2 separate regions of the Ovis aries genome follow, and region 2 is linked to region 1. The links are chromatin contacts, called in public Hi-C maps. All regions are on one chromosome and are shown on one strand. The core of a region is the stretch at or near the end of the contact, and the rest is flanking DNA. Distances in the headings are between cores, read along the strand shown.

Region 1 (7,486 bases), core at 4,828-7,327:
TAGGCTTGGGAAATATTCATGATAGACAATTAATAAACTGTCCCAATGCTTTCATCAGAGTCAAGCTTTATGAGTTATTTATCAAGAAAGCAAAGTAAAACTATATGGAAAAAAATAAAACTTGAGTGAAGTGACTGGACTCATCTTCCTTAAAAATATCAACTCTATTGTTGATAATATATGTAGGAATTCCCTGGTGGCTCAGATGGTAAAGCATCTGTCTACAATGAGGGAGACCTGGGTTCGATCCCTGGATAGGGAAGATCCCCTGGAGAAGGAAATGGCAATCCACTCCAGTACTATTGCTTGGAAAATCCCATGGACAGAGGAGCCTGGTAGGCTACAGTCCATGGGGATTATGGATCCTTTTAAACTTGTGCTCAGGCAAAGTGAGATTCCATTTTCGTCACACTTCTTAGGAACCCAGCCATTTTTGCAACATTTGAAAAATTTTACTACTAGTATATCCATCACATGCTTATTCTCTTTAGATATCTTCTCTAAACCAGTTATGGAGATAATCTCTAGATGCTATAAAAGTTTCTGTAGAATTTGGTAGTAATCTATCTAATCCCCTTTGTCTCGAATATACAATTCAAAAACAGGAAAATCATCACCAGTAGAATAACAGACCCACAAGAACTGGGACCATATCTGTCTTCCTCATTGCTTTTTCCGCAGGGCCCAGAACAGATCTGACCCATTATAAGATCTCAAAATATCTGCTGAATGAAAGAATAATTAATTAATCTAATGGTATTATCCTGTAGCCTTTTAACAATCTCCCTTTACATTTTTTATTTGGGTTTAAATGGCTATACAGTTCATGTTAGCATCGAAGAATCTAGCTCAAAGTGTTTGCATTTCAGCAGCTGTTACTATTTAACATGCTTCATTTTTCCTGGGTTCCTGTATGTGTTTATTCCAGCTCTAGGAGTTAGTGGCAAATTTTCCTGCAAAATACCGCTAGAAAGCATATTCTGAATAAGTATAGGATTTCTAAAATAAGTACTCTACAAAGCTACGGGGTTTATTCTATAAGAAAATGCTCCATGGCAGAATCATTCTGTGAGGTTTTTTCCTTCTTTTTTTCTTTCCAGTAAGAAAATGAACGAAAAGAAAAGAGAAATGTGAATCAGCTGCCATGTAAGCTAAATTCATTCCCCTTTGGCTCATCTGCTGGGGCTCCAAGCTTTCTGGAGATTTATCTTCTGAGTATATGGTTCTTGGAATTCCCAGGCCAAATTTTTCTTGAAAGATAATAAATCAAAATGCATTTGCAGTGTTAGGCTAAAGATATAGGCTTCATGATCATATCGAATATTTATACCATGACTTAGTTATAAAGATTTTCTTTGAAACTTTCTAAAGAATATAAACAGCTAGATTACAAAATTCCAAAGGCAGAGACAAAACTAAGACCCAGGGATTATGAGAGTATTTTGGTACTTGAAAGATAAATTTTTGTTCTAAAAGTTTACTGGTTTTGCTTTTGATAACACTGCATACTTACAGTTTTGTTCAAACCCTGCTATCTGGGCTAAGCCAAGAGTAGAGCGATCACCCAGGTTTTCTTAATATCTAAGATTTCATGGGAGCAAATCACAGACTTCAAATAATCTATCACCTTGGAATCATAGAACACAATATATTATTTGTTCAAAATTTTATTTTACATAAGGGGAGCCATGAAGCTTAGAAAAAAATTTTTTTAGTGATTTGTCCAAGACTGCAGAGTGATGCTTCACTGACTTAAAGAAAAGAATCAAGTCCCCTAACTTCAAAGTTACTTCTTTCCCTCCTACTCTGCTTCCCTAACTCCTCATTAGGTGGCACTGTCTCTCACATTTGGAATTGCAGAAATTAAAACTGAAAATGCTGCACTCCCAGGGAAGCCATTCCCATGAATAAAGCAGACAAGGTAGGTAGAGAGCCGGCATGCCACTCACCCAGATCAGAACACTGGACAACTCGCAGATGGCACTGGCAACGGAAGGGGCAGACTGGGCCCATAGGCTCTAATTCAGGAACCTCATGAAAGCGCTCTTCCGGGCCTATCCCAGAAGCCTCATCTTCCAGCATAAAGTCAAATAAGCCTTTCTGTTGAAACGGTCCAGCCCAGGAAACTTGTGCAACCAAGAGGAAGATGATAGTTGCCTTCATGATTTCTCTCGTCTATTTTCACAACCGAGGAACCTGGGAAATAGCGGAAGGTTTAGAAGAATAGCCTTGCCTAATGTATGTGTTATGTCAGTGGAGTGCACATAGAAAAAAAGCACTAAAAAGTAATATTTTATATACTGTTAGGAGCAGAACATTAGAAATATATTGGAAGGTAATAAGGTTCAGTAGAGATGAACTTGCACTGTTTACTTATGAAGAAAAATTTAAATAGTATTTGAATCGCTTCGTTGAATTTGGGGTCTGAATTAAGACCACAGATTATATAGTCAACCTGCAAAACTGTTGCGATGATAAATCACATTGGAATTTTCAATGCTCACTCAACACAAGCCATGCCACAGTTAAACAAGTTTTGTCTGTACACATGAGAGTTCTCCAATTCCTGCTCAGAAATATCTCTGGAAGCCAATCTGACTTCTCCATCCCACTTTATTTATCCCAGTCCAGACCCTTCTCATCACTCCCTGAACAAGAGCTTTCAATTAGTCTCAGCCTCGAATATTTCTTCCACTCCAGGCCATCTTCCACTCTGCTGCCCAAGTCATCTTCTAAAAATTCAATTTCTTTGTATTAATTTTCTACTGCAAATCCTTTGCTGACTTCTCACAGCTTGCCAATAAAGTCTCCATCCCCTTTGTTGCAAATAAGACCATGCACGATTTGACACCAACTGATAATAAGCCATATTTCTCTCCATTTTCTCTCTACTCCCAGTCCCCACTTCAACCCTGACGCTCAAAGCTAATCACCATTTAAAATACCTACCTTGTGAGAGTGTTGTAAAGGCTAAATGAGATAATGGGCTTCCCTTGTGTATTCTCGCGCATCCAGGCAGGATGCTGCGTCCTCCTTCTTCTGTGCTCCCAAGGCACGTTGCTTACCTCTTTTAAAGAACTTATCACATTATATTGTAATTTGTTTTGCGTGCTTGGTCTGCCCCCCCACTCGAAGATGTACTCCTTCAGGGCGTGTCTTATTATCCTTTGTTCTGTACCGGGGCCTTGCACAATATTTTGCCCATAAATGACTCAGTTGACCGTCAATTTATTAATAATACAAGTTATTCAATTTGTTCTTAGCAACCAAATTTGATTTTTTAAAAATATGGTTATCTTTGTTTAAATATTAAATTTCTAGCATAAGAAAGATATCAAATCGAAAACCTGAGCTTGATATAAGCATGATTCAGTTTTTAACATAAATCTTTTGGATGGTTTCTCAAATACATCCTTTGTAAGGACTGTGTTAACCAGGAAACACATATGGAAAATCCTATCTGATTTTATTTTATTTTATATGATATATGTTATCTAATTTTATAGGATTATTTTGTAAACAAATTGATAAACAAAAATATGATTTCAACTCATCTAGACCATTTTTTCCATTCATTTAACAAGCCCTGCTAGATATATATACATCTCTGTTATTGAGTTGGTTGTTTAGATGGCTGAAGTGAACTAAATGAAACTGAATAACAAAATCTTAATAAATCTGAATAATGAAAAGTAGTTGATCATGGAGAGAACAGTCTATTTTGAGTTGTTATATTTTCAAACTCCATTAAAACTGCTCAAAATATTCCCTAAACACATTGTAGATATTATCTTTAGTCTCATCATCTTTAATTATGTTACTTCCAGTCACTATCCAAATGATAGCAATACAGAAAAGATAAAGTCTTCATATGTGCCAATTTTAATATATATTCTGGAAATGTTTGCCTAGATCCACTAAAGGGGAAACAAATGTTTTAAAATTTCTTACACTTTTATTCTTAGTTTATATTTATTACTGAAGCACATCAAAGGCAGCACATACGCAATACAGGCTAGTGACTTTAAAACAATACCACGAAGATTATTATTCACACTGCCCCTTTAAATTCAGTATCAGATTGTCTCTGGAAACCCATTCCCACTCAGTTACTGCATTGCCTTTTAAAGGAGACCCTATTGTTTTGGCAGGGTTCCCTTGGACTGGATCTCAGGGAGTGGTTTTCTGTCTGTTTCACATTAAAATGCAATGTTTACGGTTTACCACAAGTTTGCTAGCCTTGCATATTTCATGTCTTGCAATTTTTGAGAAAAAATGAAGCAAACTAATTGCAGATTTAATAAAGAGCAATGAGAAATTAATGCAGATGTCTGTTTCTGATCTTTTCTCCAGAAAAAAAAAAAGGCCTGGTTCACTAATCCAAAAAAAAAGAATATTAAACATTTGCTCAGGGGAATATTATCATTTACATTTGTTTACTCTTGTTAAAATTGTACAAATTCTCTACACAATATTCTTTTTGGTTGAATCTGAACTCAGACAGACAGTTTTTAGCTTCCGTTACTTATAATTTTCTTGTGGGGGGGGGCGGGGCGGTGGGTGTCCATTTTAACCCTGAATGTCCTGGGTAAAAATAATATGGCCAGGTATTTTGCACAAATTCCTCAATGAAATAACTTCTTCTAGATTAGTATCATAATACTTAAAACACAGCATCTTAATTAATCTAGGCTACTGACAGTGATAGTCTCTTTATCATTTCCTTCCTCTCAATAAATCAGGAAAACAAACAAACCTATAGCAGTAGCCCATGTGGACATCAAGGAGACTGTTATTGAGATGATATACTGTTAAAATTTCATTTCAACCATTTTAAGTATTCTCAAAATGTATGCCTATTTCCTAAATACTAATTGCTAAGAATGCCACTACTTTAGTAAAGTTCATTGCCATAATTTAATGTGTTCTATCAAAAATAATAATTTTAGGTTTCTTAAACGACATCCCATTAAATTATACCATTCAGATCAACATTTGCATGATGTCACTTATGCCTTTGGTGTGAATTTCAAAGTCAAAATTTAAACCTCAGGAGATAAGTGAAGCTATAAATGCAGAGCAAATTAAACCCCCCAGCACTGGGTGAATTAAAAACCTCAATAATAATAGAAATAAGTTAAAAGTAAACCATAAAACAGTATCCATCTATCAATAAGGGGTACTATAGGGGGCATCTGATTCTTTCTCTGGTCAAAATAGCAATTTGAAGAAAAAGCCGCAGGTATTTATATCACTGGGAGCCCACTTAATCAGTGGTCATCATATTACCCTGTTTTGAAATTAGAAAGAAAAATAACCCACACTTTCATTCTATAGTGAATGTATCTTGTGATAAAATTTCATTGGCAGCAAAAATTCTGCAGTCTCTTCTTTACATTTTAGTAAATATGTAGCTAACTGTGAGATCATCTTAGTTAGGTCCTTAATAATCAGCATAAATAGAGCCAGTGTTTGTTTTCACCTCTCTGGTGACAGTTTCTATTATTTTCTAAGTTGTAGAAATATACACTAGACTTCTATAACTAATCACCAAAGTTCACGTCTCTGAAGTTTAAAAGTTCTTAAAATGTACAAGAATTCAGGAGGAGAATAAATTCTTAAATATACAATCCAACTATGAATAGCATGCCAGTCTAGAATACTTTTCTATAAACATTTCCTAAACATTTAATTAGTAAAAACACAAAATACATCAATAAAGAGAGTCACCGTGTTAGATTATAGTTTCTCTAAGAAACATCTTTGTAAAAACAGAGAGAAAGAACTAAAACAATGCATCACAACCATTTTACCAAATACTTCGTTTCTGTTTTCAAGCAATATTTGTTTAAAACACTGCAGAAACATTACTAAAAGTTCAGTACACATTTTTTTTTCTCGTTTTCTCTTACCAAATAATTCCTTTTTTCTTAACTTGATCAAAGTTTTATTAGTCTGTAGCAGAGTTCAGGACAATTATTGAAAACCATACCTTTTAATCCGGGGATTTGCCACAGGAGCCCTCAAAGCTGAGATGTAATTACACTAAATATTCAGCCCAAGCAAAAGAGTTTGCAGGTGTGGAAAGGAGGAGGGGGAAGGTGCTGCTCTGTGACTGTCACTAGGTTGAAAACCTCCTGCTTCTACTCCATAGCACAGTTAAAAAATAAGGTTTCCCTCAATGAACACAATCCGGCTGACACCCACATTAGATCATATGGTAATGATATGTCTCTCGTATTGTAGCCAGAAACTTTATCGGCCTTTTTTTCTCCCTATTTAAATACTTTATTCCTTTTGCATCTGCTTAAAATTCTAAACTGCTTCTGTAATATAGTAGTGGAGCAACTTGACTTGGAATTTGTTTCATTGTGTCGACTCATTTCCCTGAAATTGTAACTAAAGGGTTTATTTCCCCACCCCCAATCCTACTCCTTTATCCACTCTTTCTAGTCTTCTTTATGAGTCACATTTATCATACTTCTGAAAATGACAGTTTGTTTGTTTTTGTTTTTTTTTTTTTTTGCTTTCAGGATGTGTAAGTCTGGCAAATGGAATGAAATTATTTTAAGTGTGGGCTATGAAAATAAATGAGTACTCATTCGGATTCTTACTTGCCTTGGGCTATTTGTGCAAATTCAAAAATTCAAGTACTATGATATGGAGGTTTTCTATATATCTTGAACATATTTCTAAAGTTCCCTGGAGGAAAGCCATGATTTTATATGAAAAGCACACCATTTATTACTTCCCTTACTTATAGTTTAAAACCTTCCTTGTTGTCTACCAGTTATGTGTGTTTTTTAAAATAAAGCACATAGATACTAAAAGATGATCACAATTTAATTTAGCCTGTATATGAAAAATGTTATTTTCGTAGGCTATATTTTTATGTAATCCAGAACTCTGAAAAGGCAATAAAGTCTATGGCTCTTTCCAAATTCAGTAAATAGAAAAAAGAAAAATAGAAAAAAGAAAGTGCAAATACAAGGAAAGATATTTATTCAGCCAGTGAAAGCTTTTTTTGAGCTTTTGTAATTCCCTTGCTGGATGCTGTCAGTTCTCTGTGTGTCTCTATGTTTTGACTTGTATCTTTATGCCCTGGCCCGTAGGCTGTTAACCAGGTGGAAACTTGAAATCAACATCTGTGAAACATGAGAGGATAACCCTTCCTTTCTCCACCCTCCCTTCTTCCCTTCTCTAGCCATCTAAGTACACAATTCTACAGTAAATATACTTTGCCTTGATGAAACTTGAAGGGATTAAATTTTTATGTGTGTTACCTAAAGAAGAGGGGGTAAGGCTGTTATCACATGATATTTTGCCTTATTTTCCAAGCCCAGTCTCCATAATGTTAACACCTTACCCCACTCTTCTCCTTGGCATTTAATAACCCCATGCCTGGTTAGTCTGATGATTTAAAAGAAAGCAATTATTTTCCCTGGACGTTGGTGCAAAATCCCTGATCCCCTTGGTGGTGGTTTAG
Region 2 (7,087 bases), core at 1,945-4,444, 120 kb after region 1:
TGGGAAAGACTGAAAGTGGGAGGAGAAGGAGATGACAGGATGAGATGGTTGGATGACATCACCGATGTGATGGACATGAGTTTAAGTAGGCTTTGGGGGTTGGTGATGGACAGGGAAGCCTGGCATGCTGCAGTCCATGGGGTCACAAAGAGTTGGACATGACTGAGCGACTGAATTGAACTGAACTGGCATAAATCCATCTCTGAGTTGGTCATAGATTTGAAAAAGCACAGACTTGGTTTAAAAAGATATGAATTTCAGTATGAGGATAACTTTTATTACCACCTGTATTATTTTGGGCACGTCACTAAACTTTTCATAATGAGCTTCCATCTCTCTTTTTAAAATCATTTATTTCTCTACTGTTGGTTGCGTTGAGTCTTTGTTGCTGTGAGCTGGTGTTACTCTTTATTGCACTGCACAGGCTTCTCATCGCAGTGGCTTCTCTTGTGGAGAAGCACAGGCTCTAGGTGCACGGGATTCAGTAGCTCCAACATGCAGGCTCAGTAATTGTGACTCCCAGGCTCTAGAGCATGGGCTCAGTAGTTGTGAAGCAAGGGCTTGGTTGCTGCAAGGCGTGTGAAATCTCCTCAGATCAAGGATTGAACCCATGTCCCCTGCACGGGCAGGGGGATTCCAATCCACTCTACCACCAGACAAGTCCAAGCTTCCATCTCTTAATCCACATAATTACTCTAATATTACTTGCTTTTGCTAATTCAGATAGTTAGAATAGCACATTCAATATCCTGAATCAGTTCTGGAAATATATTTTCCTCCTGCCTGATTCATTATCACAGAGCATCTAAGTCTTCCTTTTTAGTTACCTAGTGCAAAGTTTGTCACACAGTAGGTACTCAATAAACATTGTGAAATGTAATTGAATAAGGCACAGAAAAGGGAATATAGTACTTACAAAGTTTTCTTGAACACTAACGTGAAGAATATTGGTAAAGGCAAAAGTACAGTTGAAAAGGGGGGATGGAAGACCTAAAAATACATAAACCTGCTAGTTTTCCAGAATTGGTTATAAATCTGCTTATAAACCCATGTAACAAATGACTTTAGCCTTTTGACACTGGATTACCCAATGATACTGTGTACCTGACTTTCTTTCTGTTGCACTCTTTTCATACTTGCTACAAGTTAATTAACTGTGCTACAGTTAATGATTTGTACAAGCATTGTCCAAGAGAACTTTCAGCAAGGATGAAACTTTATGTGTACCCTGCCTGTTAGTAGCCACTTGCCACTTGGAGCTGTTGAACACTTGAAATGTGGCTAGTATAACTGAGGAGCTAAGTTTTAAACTGTACTTGATTTTCATTATTTTAAAATTCAATTAAATAGTCACATGTGGCTAGTGGCTACTGTATTAGACATGACAGATCTAATAAGTTAAATGGTTAATGAATGATCATATTCCTTCTTGAAATAATAGACCGGTTCCAAACAGGAAAAGGAGTACATCAAGGCTGTATATTGTCACCCTGCTTATTTAACTTATATGCAGAGTAAATCGTGAGAAATGCTGAGCTGGAGAAAGCACAAGCTGGAATCAAGATTGCCAGGAGAAATATCCATAACCTCAGATATGCAGATGATACCACCCTTATGGCAGAAAGTGAAGAAGAACTAAAGAGCCTCTTGATGAAAGTGAAAGAGGAGAGTGAAAAAGTTGGCTTAAAGCTCAACATTCAGAAAACTAAGATCATGGCATCCAGTCCCATCACTTCATGGCAAATAGATGGGGAAACAGTGGAAACAGTGGCTGACTTTATTTTTCTGGGCTCCAAAATCACTGCAGATGGTGACAGCAGCCATGAAATTAAAAGACTCTTACTCCTTGGAAGGAAAGTTATGACCAACCTAGATACCATATTAAAAAGCAGAGATATTATTTTGCCAACAAAGATCCATCTAGTCAAGGCTATGGTTTTTCCAGTGGTCATGTATGGATGTGAGAGTTGGACTACAAAGAAGGCTGAGTGCCAAAGAATTGATGCTTTTGAACTCTGCTTTTGGTGTTGGAGAAGACTCTTGGGAGTCCCTTAGACTGCAAGGAGATACAACCAGTCCATCCTAAAGGAGATCAGTCCTGGATGTTCATTGGAAGGACTGATGTTGAAGCTGAAACTCCAATACTTTGGCCACCTGATGTGAAGAGCTGACTCATTGGGAAGGACCCTGATGATGGGAAAGATAGGGGGCAGGAGGAAAAGGGGACAACAGAGGATGAGATGGCTGGATGGCATCATCGACTAGATGGACACGGGTTTGGGTGAACTCCAGGAGTTGGTGATGGACAAGGAGGCCTGGCATGCTGCAGTTCATGGGGTTGCAAAGAGTCGGACACGACTGAGTGAATGTACTGAACTGATTCCTTCTTGGAGAAGGAAAAGGCTTCTAAGACAGCATAGTGACTCAAAATTATATGTGCCTGAAAAAAAAAAAAAAGAACCATGGTTAAACAGATTCCAATTTTCAAAACTATCTGAGATTTTGTTTTCTGCAGCTTGTGACACAATGCATCTCTTTGACAGGTCATTGCATTCTTTCACCAGAAGAACACACAAAATTCAGTTCTATTGCATTGAATACTTACTCTTTAGCTTTCTGGGACTCATTTTCTTCATCTGTAAAATGAGGTGGTTGGACTTCATTAGATCATATTTAAAATTCTTTTCATCTTTAGGGATAGGGAGCAAACTTGCTTGAATTGTTGGAAAGAATCTGCTAGTTTAAGTTTCATTTGTTAATTTCTGTCTCATCATCAGAACCTCTCCAATATGTTTTCCTTTCCCTCTATGCCTCTCACCCTTTCTTGTCTGTTCACAGTTCAAAAGACTTCTCCTGTCTGAATGATTTATCCTTCTGGATTTATGCTGTCAGAAAGGCTTGTTTAGATAGAATCCAGACATACTCATGTGCTGCTTATGCATTCTAATTAAGAAGGACAACTTCAAATGGATCAAGGTTATCTTAAAAAAGAATTAGAAACTTAGTCAAAGATCAGAAGAGAAGAAAAACATTATAAAACAAACTTAGGATAAAAAATTCCAAAGTTTAAACCAAACTAAGATGGGAAGCATGTTTTTCTTTCTCAAAATCAGACTCATTCTTATTTGAAGGGTTTTTAAGAGCACAGAGTAGCTGCAGTTGCAAAAACCCAGGTTTCTGACGTGGCTATTTGGAATTTGTTAAAGAAAAACAATTCTGAAAATTCACTCCGGTCCCTCTGGCTCCCCTGGTTCTCTGCACCCTGAGAAAGAAAAAGATTACACAAGTGCCATCTTTTGGAGAAAACAGCAATAGCAGCAGATGCCAGATTTTAAAACATTAATTCTATTTAACTCTCAAAGGGAAAAATGAAGTTGTAAAGATCATTTTAATCTTATAATAATGTTTTATCTAAGAGTTTATAAATCATCTGATTCAAAAATAAAAGTAAAAGCTAGGTTAAACTTGGGCTTTGGTTTTCTTCATCTTTGAATTATAGTAATGAGGTATATCAGATTCTATTTCAAAACAATGTTTGAGATAACCACAAAAGAATAAAATGCTAACCCAAATCCTGATGTTATTTTTTTTTTTAGGCTTGATCATGGACAGAGATCTACTGGGAATATTCATTGTTTGCACCCAGTGGCTCTGCCCTAGGCTAGGTAATCCTTAACGTTATTCACATAGTGCCTTGCTTTTAGTGTTTAGAATAGAAAACTAGAGAAGCAGAAAATTCTTATTTATTTTATCCAAAAAAAGAAAAAACTGGTGCCAGGAATCTGCTAAGTTTCTTGGGCTTGGACAGTGAAAGCTTTTGAAATCCTACAAAGCTTGTAGAGGATGTAAGCATACTTATTGTTTAATATGTGCAAACAGCTTTCACACGGCCTGAGCAATCTGGGTGTGCTCTCCATTGGTACAATGACTGTCTAGCACAAGATTCTGCAGCTAAACAGATGAGGCTGACCTTTAAAATACTCAAAGACAGAGATAAAGGGATATCTGAATTTTGCTTTAAGCAATGCTGAGATATCAAAAAATTTGACTTAGCAATAATTCTCATTTTACTGATGTATTGAAATCTTCAATATAAAGCACCCCTCCTTCTATGTCTTCTTCTCTGAGGGCTTCCCAGGAGGCACCAGTGGTAAAGAACCCACATGCCAATGCAGGAGATGTAAGAGACACGGGGTCAAAGAAGCACCTTTCAGACATAAGCTATTAAAGGCATACAGGTAAATCTGATACGTGGCCGATGGCTTCCATGTTTCTGAGTTTATTCTCCCAAACTATTTGCTTGGTGTAACCACCTACTCACACAAGTTTAATATGCATACAAATTTTTAATGTTTACCTTAAGCCATACTCCAAATCAGATTCAATGTTATTCCCTAAATCAAGTATCACAAAAGCTGCTGTGAATTTAAGGTAAGAAATAAAAATTGCCCTTCTAAACAGCCATAATATTGTGAAGAGCAATTTATTACTGAATATATGTCCTATATTTTTTATATCAGTTCCTTCTCCACTCTGCCCTGTAAATTTTAACAAAATTGTCAGGCCTGAAAACAAATACTAAACAAATTACTAAAACAGCATTTTTGGTTTTATGCTTTGCCAATATGAGACTGTTAGGAGTTGGAGTTAAAATTCTTCAGCACACTCTGTTGTGGTTGTCATTCATATCTCTCCCTTTCTGAAAAACCTCAAAATAGCTTATAATGCCACGTACCATATGTGGAGTAATAATTAGGCTTACCAGGGTGCTTTCTGCTGGACAGTCTCTTTGGCATAGACAAAGCCATATAATCCAGCTTTTTACATAGTGTTATCCAATTTTTTTCAAATGCTTTAAAGACCATAACTGTAATATCACTTGACAACTTTGGCATGCTTGAAGCTAACTAATGGGCACTTTTAGATCTGGGGGTTTTTTATCCATTTTTTTTTCTATTGGGACAACTACCAGAATTTGGGAATTGAATCAGTAGTACATATCCACAAGGCTTAAACTCTGAAAAATTAAAGTGAAGACATTTAACAGTATCTCTTGCAACTGACTTTTGCAAAAATTATTTGCAATTTCAAATTAAAAGTCAATATGAAGACCTTCCAAGGAAATGTAATATTTTTAATGAGCTTCTGGGAGCAATACATATATATCACTTTCCTAATTAGAATGCTTATATCTGGTCTCTCCTAATGGGTGTGTGTATGTGTATGTTTTTGTGTGTGTGTGCGTGTGTGTGTGTGTGTGTGTGCTCAGTTGCTCAGTCATGTCTGACTCTTTGTGACACCATGGACTGTAACCTGCCAGGCTTCTCTGTCCAAGGGATGTTCCAGGCGAGAATACTGGGGTGGGTTGGCATTTCCTACTCCAGGGGATCTTCCCAAACCAGGGATCAAACTTGCATTTCTTGCATCTCCTGAATTGGCAGGCAGATTCTTTACTACTGCAGTACCTGGGCTTCTCTGGTGGCTCAGAAGGAGGAATCCACCTGCCAAGGCAGGAGATAGGGATTGAATCCCTGGGTTGGAAAGTTCCCTAGAGAAGGAAATGGCAACCCACTCTAGTATTCTTGCCTGGGAAATCTCATGGACAGAGGACCTTGGTGGGCTAGTCTACTGGGTCACAAAAGAGTCAGACAGGACTTAGAGACTAAACAGCAACATTGAGGGGTACATGCTAAGTCGCTTCAGTCGGGTCCTACTCTGTGCAACCCCATAGACGGCAGACCACCGGGCTCCCCCATCCCTGAGATTCTCTAGGCAAGAATGCTGGAGTGGGTTGCCATTTCCTTCTCCAATGCATGAAAGTGAAAAGTCAAAGTGAAGCCGCTCAGTTGTGTCCGACTCTTAGCAACACCATGGACTGCAGCCTACCAGGCTCCTCCGTCCATGGGATTTTCCAGGCAAGATTACTGGAGTGGGGTGCCATTGCCTTCTCCCTGAGGGGTACATAAACCTCTGTAATTTGGCCACATATAAGCCTTTGGGGGGTTTGCTCTTTGCATCCCAAACAGTCACAAAGCACTTGCATCAAAAATCGGTGTCCTTTGACTCTGTCACATCATCAGGAAAGCCAAAGAATTGTCAGAAATGAAGATTTAAATATTTAAAGAGTAAGATCAGGATGGATGAAGTTTGTTTTCTTGACATCAAGAAAAGGGGATGGGTCTTAAAAGTCTGTGCTTTACCTCTTCAGACATATACACACACTCTGGAACACACATCGAGGCATATTTGCTTATATAAGCAAGTCTAAGACAGGGTTCTTTAGGACTGCGAGACTAAGATGATGTCCTGAATAAAATAAGAGAAAACTACGCTGGACTGGAAGAAACACAAGCTGGAATCAAGAATGCCGGGAGAAATATCAATAACCTCAGATATGCAGATGACACCACCATTATGGCAGAAAGTGAAGAGGAACTAAAAAACCTCTTGATAAAAGTGAAAGAGGAGAGTGAAAAAGCTGGCTTAAAGCTCAACATTCAGAAAACGAAGATCATGGCATCCGGTCCTATCACTTCATGGCAAATAGATGGGGAAACAGTGGAAACAGTGTCAGACGTTATTTTGGGGGGCTCCAGAATCACTGCAGCTGGTGATTGCAGCCATGAAATTAAAAGACACTTACTCTTTGGAGGAAAAGCTATGATCAACCTAGATAGCATATTGAAAAGCAGAAACATTATTTTGCCGACTAAGGTCCGTCTAGTCAAGCCTATGGTTTTTCTAGTAGTCATGTATGGATATGAGAGTTGGACGGTGAAGAAGGCTGAGCGCCGAAGAATTGATGCTTTTGAACTGTGGTGTTGGAGAAGACTCTTGAGAGTCCCTTGGACTGCAAGGAGATCCAACCAGTCCATTATGAAGGAGATCGGCCCTGGGATTTCTTTGGAAGGAATGATGCTGAAGCTGAAGTACTTTGGCCACCTCATGCGAAGAGTTGACTCATTGGAAAAGACTCTGATGCTGGGAGGGATGAGGGGCAGGAGGAGAAGGGGACGACAGAGGATGAGATGGCTGGATGGCATCACTGACTCAATGGACATGGGTCTGCGTGAACTCCGGAAGTTGG

Evidence for each region. Hi-C and Micro-C count contacts between places; a contact is called where the count stands out from the background.
Region 2: a contact with region 1 is called in a Hi-C map of tail adipose tissue, with 6 times the contacts expected there. The contact joins the enhancer-like site here to the promoter of DCN in region 1. A contact is called at or near these places in 5 of 16 Hi-C or Micro-C datasets (omental adipose tissue, retroperitoneal adipose tissue, skin fibroblasts and 1 more).

What each region holds. Positions count from the first base shown.
Region 1 is chr3:127,580,458-127,587,943 of ARS-UI_Ramb_v3.0, forward strand. It overlaps DCN (decorin), which reads right to left and starts at 6,078. Exons shown (of 8, transcript NM_001009218.1): 1 at 5,993-6,078; 2 at 1,950-2,196. The coding sequence starts at 2,163.
Region 2 is chr3:127,706,942-127,714,028 of ARS-UI_Ramb_v3.0, forward strand. No RefSeq gene overlaps it. Among named protein-coding and RNA genes, the nearest start is that of TRNAW-CCA, 66 kb to the right of the region's middle. Within about 2 kb of position 3,195, at least 6 of the 54 cell types and tissues checked have an H3K27ac peak or open chromatin away from gene starts, as enhancers often do. A contact at or near this core is called in tail adipose tissue, where this site is marked.